Linked DNA regions of Mus musculus: region 1 is linked to region 2. Evidence: chromatin contacts called from public Hi-C data. All regions are on one chromosome and are shown on one strand. Each heading gives the region's core, a stretch centred on a gene start, on an enhancer-like site or on the middle of the called end of the contact. The rest is flanking DNA. Distances are from core to core; before and after follow the strand shown.

What was found. Hi-C and Micro-C count contacts between places; a contact is called where the count stands out from the background.
Region 1: a Hi-C map of Th2 cells shows a contact between it and region 2, with 2.3 times the contacts expected there. The contact joins the enhancer-like site here to the promoter of Farp1 in region 2. A contact is called at or near these places in 13 of 39 promoter capture datasets (the 3T3-L1 cell line, cranial neural crest, embryonic stem cells and 7 more), 1 of 15 datasets of contacts at CTCF or cohesin (embryonic stem cells), 17 of 484 Hi-C or Micro-C datasets (the AML12 cell line, the C2C12 cell line, the HL-1 cell line and 9 more), 15 of 115 datasets of contacts at active chromatin or transcription factors (craniofacial prominence, embryonic basal ganglia, embryonic forebrain and 11 more) and 3 of 9 other capture datasets (adipose tissue, embryonic stem cells and pancreatic islet).

Annotation. Positions count from the first base shown.
Region 1 is chr14:121,259,956-121,262,688 of GRCm38.p6, reverse strand. All of the region lies in intron 16 of Farp1 (FERM, RhoGEF (Arhgef) and pleckstrin domain protein 1 (chondrocyte-derived)), which reads right to left. Among named protein-coding and RNA genes, the nearest start is that of B930095G15Rik, 13 kb to the right of the region's middle. Within about 2 kb of position 1,253, at least 39 of the 459 cell types and tissues checked have an H3K27ac peak or open chromatin away from gene starts, as enhancers often do. A contact at or near this core is called in Th2 cells and memory CD8 T cells, where this site is marked.
Region 2 is chr14:121,033,985-121,036,957 of GRCm38.p6, reverse strand. It overlaps Farp1 (FERM, RhoGEF (Arhgef) and pleckstrin domain protein 1 (chondrocyte-derived)), which reads right to left and starts at 1,384. Exons shown (of 27, transcript NM_134082.3): 1 at 1,033-1,384.

The sequences.
Region 1 (2,733 bases), core at 4-2,503, 230 kb before region 2:
CTGACTGGACTCAAAGAGCTGAGGTCTCCTCTGGGCCTAAGTAGGAATTTATCTTTAAACTAGTGTAGGCCTGGTGTAAACGCTGACTGGATATAAAGGACAATTCTGCTTTTTGAGGCTTTGTGATGGTGAGGGAAAGTAATTTGAGACAGCATACAGACAGCTCAGAGAGGGCAAGGGGAGCCAGCGGCAGGCAGGGCAGTACCATGAGCAAGGTGCTGCTCTTTCTTCCGCTGGCCCTGCAGGTCCCTGCCATTTTCAAACTTGGAGAATCTGTCTCTGGACAGGTTCTCCGTCTACCTTGGAGGTGGGGTAGCTGTGTGTTGGATGGAGCGTCCGCCCATCCCAAGGTGGCTTTCTCTGAGTGTGTTTGAACAGCTGAGTAAGCAGGACTTTGCTTTCAAAAGGAAAAAGAAAAAGAGCGTTCCAGCCCCATCGCAGAACTCATCAGTCAAGTTACTGTTCTGTTCTGAGGAAGGCGTACGTCGGCTTGGGCCAGCTCTGTGCAGCCTTAGGCCTTCATCCTCTGCTTGGGTATGTTTGCATGGCGCAGAGGGACAAGGGTGTTAACAGACTTGGGGTGGCCGAAGCATTCCAGCAAACCTCCTGATCTGAGTTCTGCCCTGGGTTTCCCCACCGTTGACAGGTCTACAGTCCCCTGTGGGCCTGCCAAGGGGGAACCACACCTGCATCGAATCCGAGGAACTTCTCATGCAGCAAAACTTTCTATTTCTTTCTTTTAACAATAATAACTGGAAACAGCAATGGACTGGGCATGGTGGCACCTGATTTAATCCCAGCACTCTGAAGGCAGAGGCAGGGGGATCCCTGTGAGTTTCAGGCCAGGCCAGCCTGATCTACAGAGCAAGTTCCAGGAAAAACCAAAACCAAAACCAAACCAAATCAAATCAGAAGAAAACTGCCAAAGCCAGAAAATAGCAAGGAATAAAATCTACAGTTTGACACCAGAACAGGACACTGCTGGTTTGTTTTCACGTGACACAGAGCATGCTCAACTAGAGGGGAGGGAGGGAGGCCTGCACAGGAAATTTATCAAGCCAGCAAATCTAAGAGTGTTTCGAATTCAGTTAACTTTTTAGAACGCTTACTTAGGTTCTTACCAGGAGATGGCTCAGTGGGAAATCAGTGGCTGCCAAGCCTGAAGTTTAATTCCCAGGGTCCATGGGGTTTTGTGTGTGTGTGTGTTTTCTTTTTAGCCGGAAGTGGCTGCTTACATCTGCCCATCCCAGCATGCCTGTGGCAAGATGGGAGGTGCAGGCAGCAGAATCACCCAGAAGCGTGTGGGCCAGAGCCTGGAGTGTGCAACACAACAGAAACAAGAGACCCCACTGCAGCAAGATGGCAAGAACCAACCCCCAAAGTTATCCTCTGACCTGCACATACCTACCTATCACACATATACACAAAATCAAATCAAAATCCCAAACCTATCAGCTTTCCTCCTTTCTGTGTGGGGCACAGAGGTGGAGCCGGTTGCCAACACTCGATCTTTACATGTATGAAACAGTCCTGTGAGGGGTACCTTCCGACTCACAGTTTACAGGTGAGCAAGTACCGCTCAGCCACGGACGGCTGGATGTCTACCTCAGATTCTGCTGTGATCCAGGGCTTCGTCTGTGTGTGCTAGCAAAGTGTTCTACAACAGTCACTTCGTTTCTTAACTACCTTAATTAACATGAGTTAATTAACCTGTGTTTCCCAGGCATCCTCCTTCCTTTACTTCTTTCGTTTGTTTCCTATGTGATAATACATAGAAGCATAAACCTTTACCTAAGCTTTCTCTCTGTCTGTAGTTGCGCAAACTCCCTTCCTAATAAACTCAGCGGTAGCCCATTCTTCTCACTGACTGTAATCAGGCCACAGTTGCCTGCTTTATGTAGGCATTACTGTCCCATATGTCCTCCAACGCCAGGCTAGAAGCAGGGTTCTGTGCCTCTCTGGGACATTGAACCCTCCTTTGCAGACCCTTGGCCCACTGCCTTCTGTGAGCAAAGCCCAAGCCACAGAGTCACTAATTACACTAGTCGGCTTCTTGATCCTACCACAGAATACCAGGGACGAGCTACCCATAAAGAGAAGAAGGTTTACAGAGCTCAAAGCCTTCCTGGTTCAAGCAGCCCCGTGGCCATGGTGTTGCGCGTTGGGTAGGAAGGCTGGTGGTAATGGTGTGATTGCTTGTTTTAACAAGGACTCACACTTCGAGCCAGGAATCTGAGAAGACAGGCCCCGTCCCATAATCTCCCTCGGGGCCGCTCCTCCTGAAGCTCCACAGATCCTCTTTAAGAGTTAGTTTGGGGGATCAGTCCTTTAGCAAACAGAACCACAGTCCGTGCCCTTCACGCATGGAACTCATCGTGCTTGCACACAGAATAAAGAAGTGCAATTCAATTCACTCTGTGAAGCGCAAACCAAAGACTCCTATGTTCAGTATTTACCATTTACTGGGCAGAGGTGCCAGCTGTTCCCCAGAGCAGTTACCCCGAGAAGTACCCGAAAAATAAAAATTTCAAGGTCTCAACTCCAAAGTCCAAACTAAACAGGGCTGACAGCAGCCTAGCAATCTGCATTTTTCAAATCCCTCCATGGCTTTCAAGTACAGCCAGGGATGGAGTTTGCAGCACAGATAACTAACTACTTTCTGGAATGGATAGGCACCCTCTGCTGGAGCGACTTAGAGTTGCAGCACTCCCCACTATGAGCTGCTCTGCTGGG
Region 2 (2,973 bases), core at 135-2,634:
CCTACTAAGGGAGGGATTGGAAGTCTGGAGGGTAAACCATGGGCAGGGGCCAGGTTTAAGGTTGTCAAACGCGGTAAACTAGCACGGAGGAAGGCTGAAACAAAAATAAATGAAACAGCCGGAGGCCACTGAACTCCGGAGCCGGAGCCGGGGAGGGGAGGAGAAGCTGAGCCTGGTAAACTGTTCCAGATGAGAGGCAGTTATTCGCTCCCACATCTTCACCAGCACGTCTCAAACCTCGTTCCTTTGTGAGCCCTACCTCCCTATTTTCTAGGGGGACTCTAGAAAATCCCTGCCAGCCGTGGTTTCCGGGTCCCAACAAGGAATCTGGTACTCCTCCACGACCCCTAGGTCTAAGACTCACCGGGGTCCGGATGGATCACAAGGCTAAAGTTTTCCGAACTTAAATCGTAAAAAATCACAATCAGAAGTTCTGAACTCCCCGTCCCCCCACACAAAAATAATAATATATATCCTGTGCTTTAAAAAGGGAGGGGGAAACTTCCCCCTCCATAAGGCAGAGAGTAAAGAGAAACAAGATCTAACTTAAGAGGGCGTGTTCCTCTTTGTCACCCACCGGGAGGTTCTCGCCGCCCGTGGGCGAGATGCAGTGACCCGGCGGCACGGCGGCACCCGTGCTGCCGGGAGACGGACCTCCAGAGCCGAGATTGCAGCCTGAGGTCCGGAAGAGGCGTCGGGGGCGCTGTCACCCGGCAGGGTGGGATGGGAGGAAGCGGGGGAGGGGCGCCCAAGGAGAGGAAGCCAAGCTGGGGAGAACCCACGAGCTCAGAGCCCCGCAGCCCAGGTCCGCGGAGGTGAGCTCCACCGGTGCCCGAGGAACCGTGGCTTCTGCTATTGTTGCGGGGCCTGCGGCCGCCGGCTACAAAAAGGACCGTTCCCGTGGACTCCGCAGCCAGCTCGGCCGGCGCCCAGGGCCGCGAGCGCGGGGACTCGCACAAGTTGCCGCCGCGGCCCGGTCCACCCAGGCGGCCGCCCTCCCGCCGCGGTCATTGTTCGCCGCACGCCTCCTACCTCGGTGGCTCCGGGTCCGGGCTGCGGGCTGCGGGCTGCAAGGCTGGCGAGGGCGCGGCGGCGGCGAGCGAGGGGTCCCCGCGGGCGGCGGGCGCGCGAGCTAGGCAGGCGGCGGCCGGCCGAGGTCCGAGCCATCAAAGGTGGCGCGGGGCGGAGGGGAGGGCGGAGCAGGCGGGGTGGGTGGGGAGCGAGCTCCGGGTCGCCGCGGCCGCCTCGACGCCCGGCCCGAGCGCCACTCGCGTGGGGAGGAGCGGCGCAGAGCGGGCGGTGGCCGCGTCCCCGCCCCGCACCTTCTCCGGGCTCCCCGCTCCCCGCAGCCGCTGCGCCCGCGCCGGGACCAGCCGCCTCCGAGGCTGTTGAGCGGGAAATGAGGGCCACCACTGCCCCTCCCAGGGCCTGGGCCGAGCCCTCGGCAGGGGGAGCCTGGGCACAGCCTGGGGACGGCGGAGAGCCACAGCCCCCTCCAGCGTCCGAGCCGTGACCTGCGCCCGCACAGCGGCCCCGCCCCGCTCCGCCCCGCCCCGGAGGCAGGTGCGCAGAAAGGTGGACCGTGGGCAGGGCCACGCCACCCTGGAGCTGTGCCTTACTTGGGCGTGTGGCAAGAGCTGGTGTCTGAGCTGCACCACCAAGCCAAGAGCGGGAAGAAGCGCCACCGCGGAGACGCGAGCGCTAGTCGCTGGTGTCCAGCGGGATGCGGAGGCCCGGAGGGAGATTCGTGGCACTGACTCCGCAGGTCGCCTTTGGAAGCCTGACAGAGAACTACGACATCACGTGGAAAGCGTTTTACAAAGACCCACGAATTCCGCCCCCCACCCCTTCCAGGCCACTAGCGCAGGCTTCCGGCACCACCCTAAGCGGCGCGGTATTCAATGCCAGAGACACAGGTGCCACCTCTGATGCTGCTCGGGCTCAGTGCCCACCACCTGAGCGAATCCCAGGACAGTGCCCAACCCCACCTCTCTCCGACCAGGGACAGCAGAATGCCCTGCTTAGTGTGGCGAGATTTAGAATGACTTGCAGTTATTTGATTCCGTTTTTTTTTCCCCCAGAACTTGGTGATATAGTCGGAAGATTCATGATCAGAAGGCCCACGATACTAGGTGACTTTCAATCACTATCCCCACCCACTAGGTGCCATTTTTCCTTCGTCCTTCTTCCCTGTCTCTGTCTGGGAAAGATCTTGGGCCACTGACCGTATGGAACACAGGAAAGCCTTGTTCTGCCGGATCCAGAGGCTAGTGTGGACCCGCCCCTAGAGCCAATTTGGCTCAGATTCCGGTCATTTTCCACCCTGGAGGAGTTCACTGACCTCAGTCGCAACTACAACGGAGCTACAACTGAACTTAACCAAGTGAAATTGTCTCTGTGGCTAGGGAGGGAGGCTGAAGACATGAAAGCTTGATTATCAGAGAGGGGCACCTGTAAGTCATGGGAGTCAAAAGCAGTCTGCGGAGGGTTGGGGCTGTTTCTTGCATGCTGCAAAATCCCTCTGGCCTCTGGGGAACCAGACAGGCCTTGGGCGATTTGCTAGAGAGAATCATGGGTGGGTTGGAAGCTAGCTCTGTGGCCAAACTGTGTGTGGCTTTACAAGTATGGGTGAGCTATTTTCAGCCAGTAATTTTCTTAAGTGTAGTGGTCAAACTGCCACCAAGAGCAGCAGCACTCGATTTTAAATTCCTCTCCCACTCCTCCCCAGAAAGTCTCCTCATGTAGCCCAGACTGGTCCTCGTGCCTCTACCTCTTAAGCATTAGGATTTCGGTCTGAACCACCAGGCCCAGTAAAGGAAAGCAAATTCAAGCAATTATCACACCTTAAGAACCGCTATAATGGGGAACCGACCACAGGTTCAGAGTCTCTTCACAGGATAAGAAGACAGTGGCCAGACTGATTTCTGAGGTTGGGACATGACATGGATGGGTTTAAAGTTATTACAGGTTATT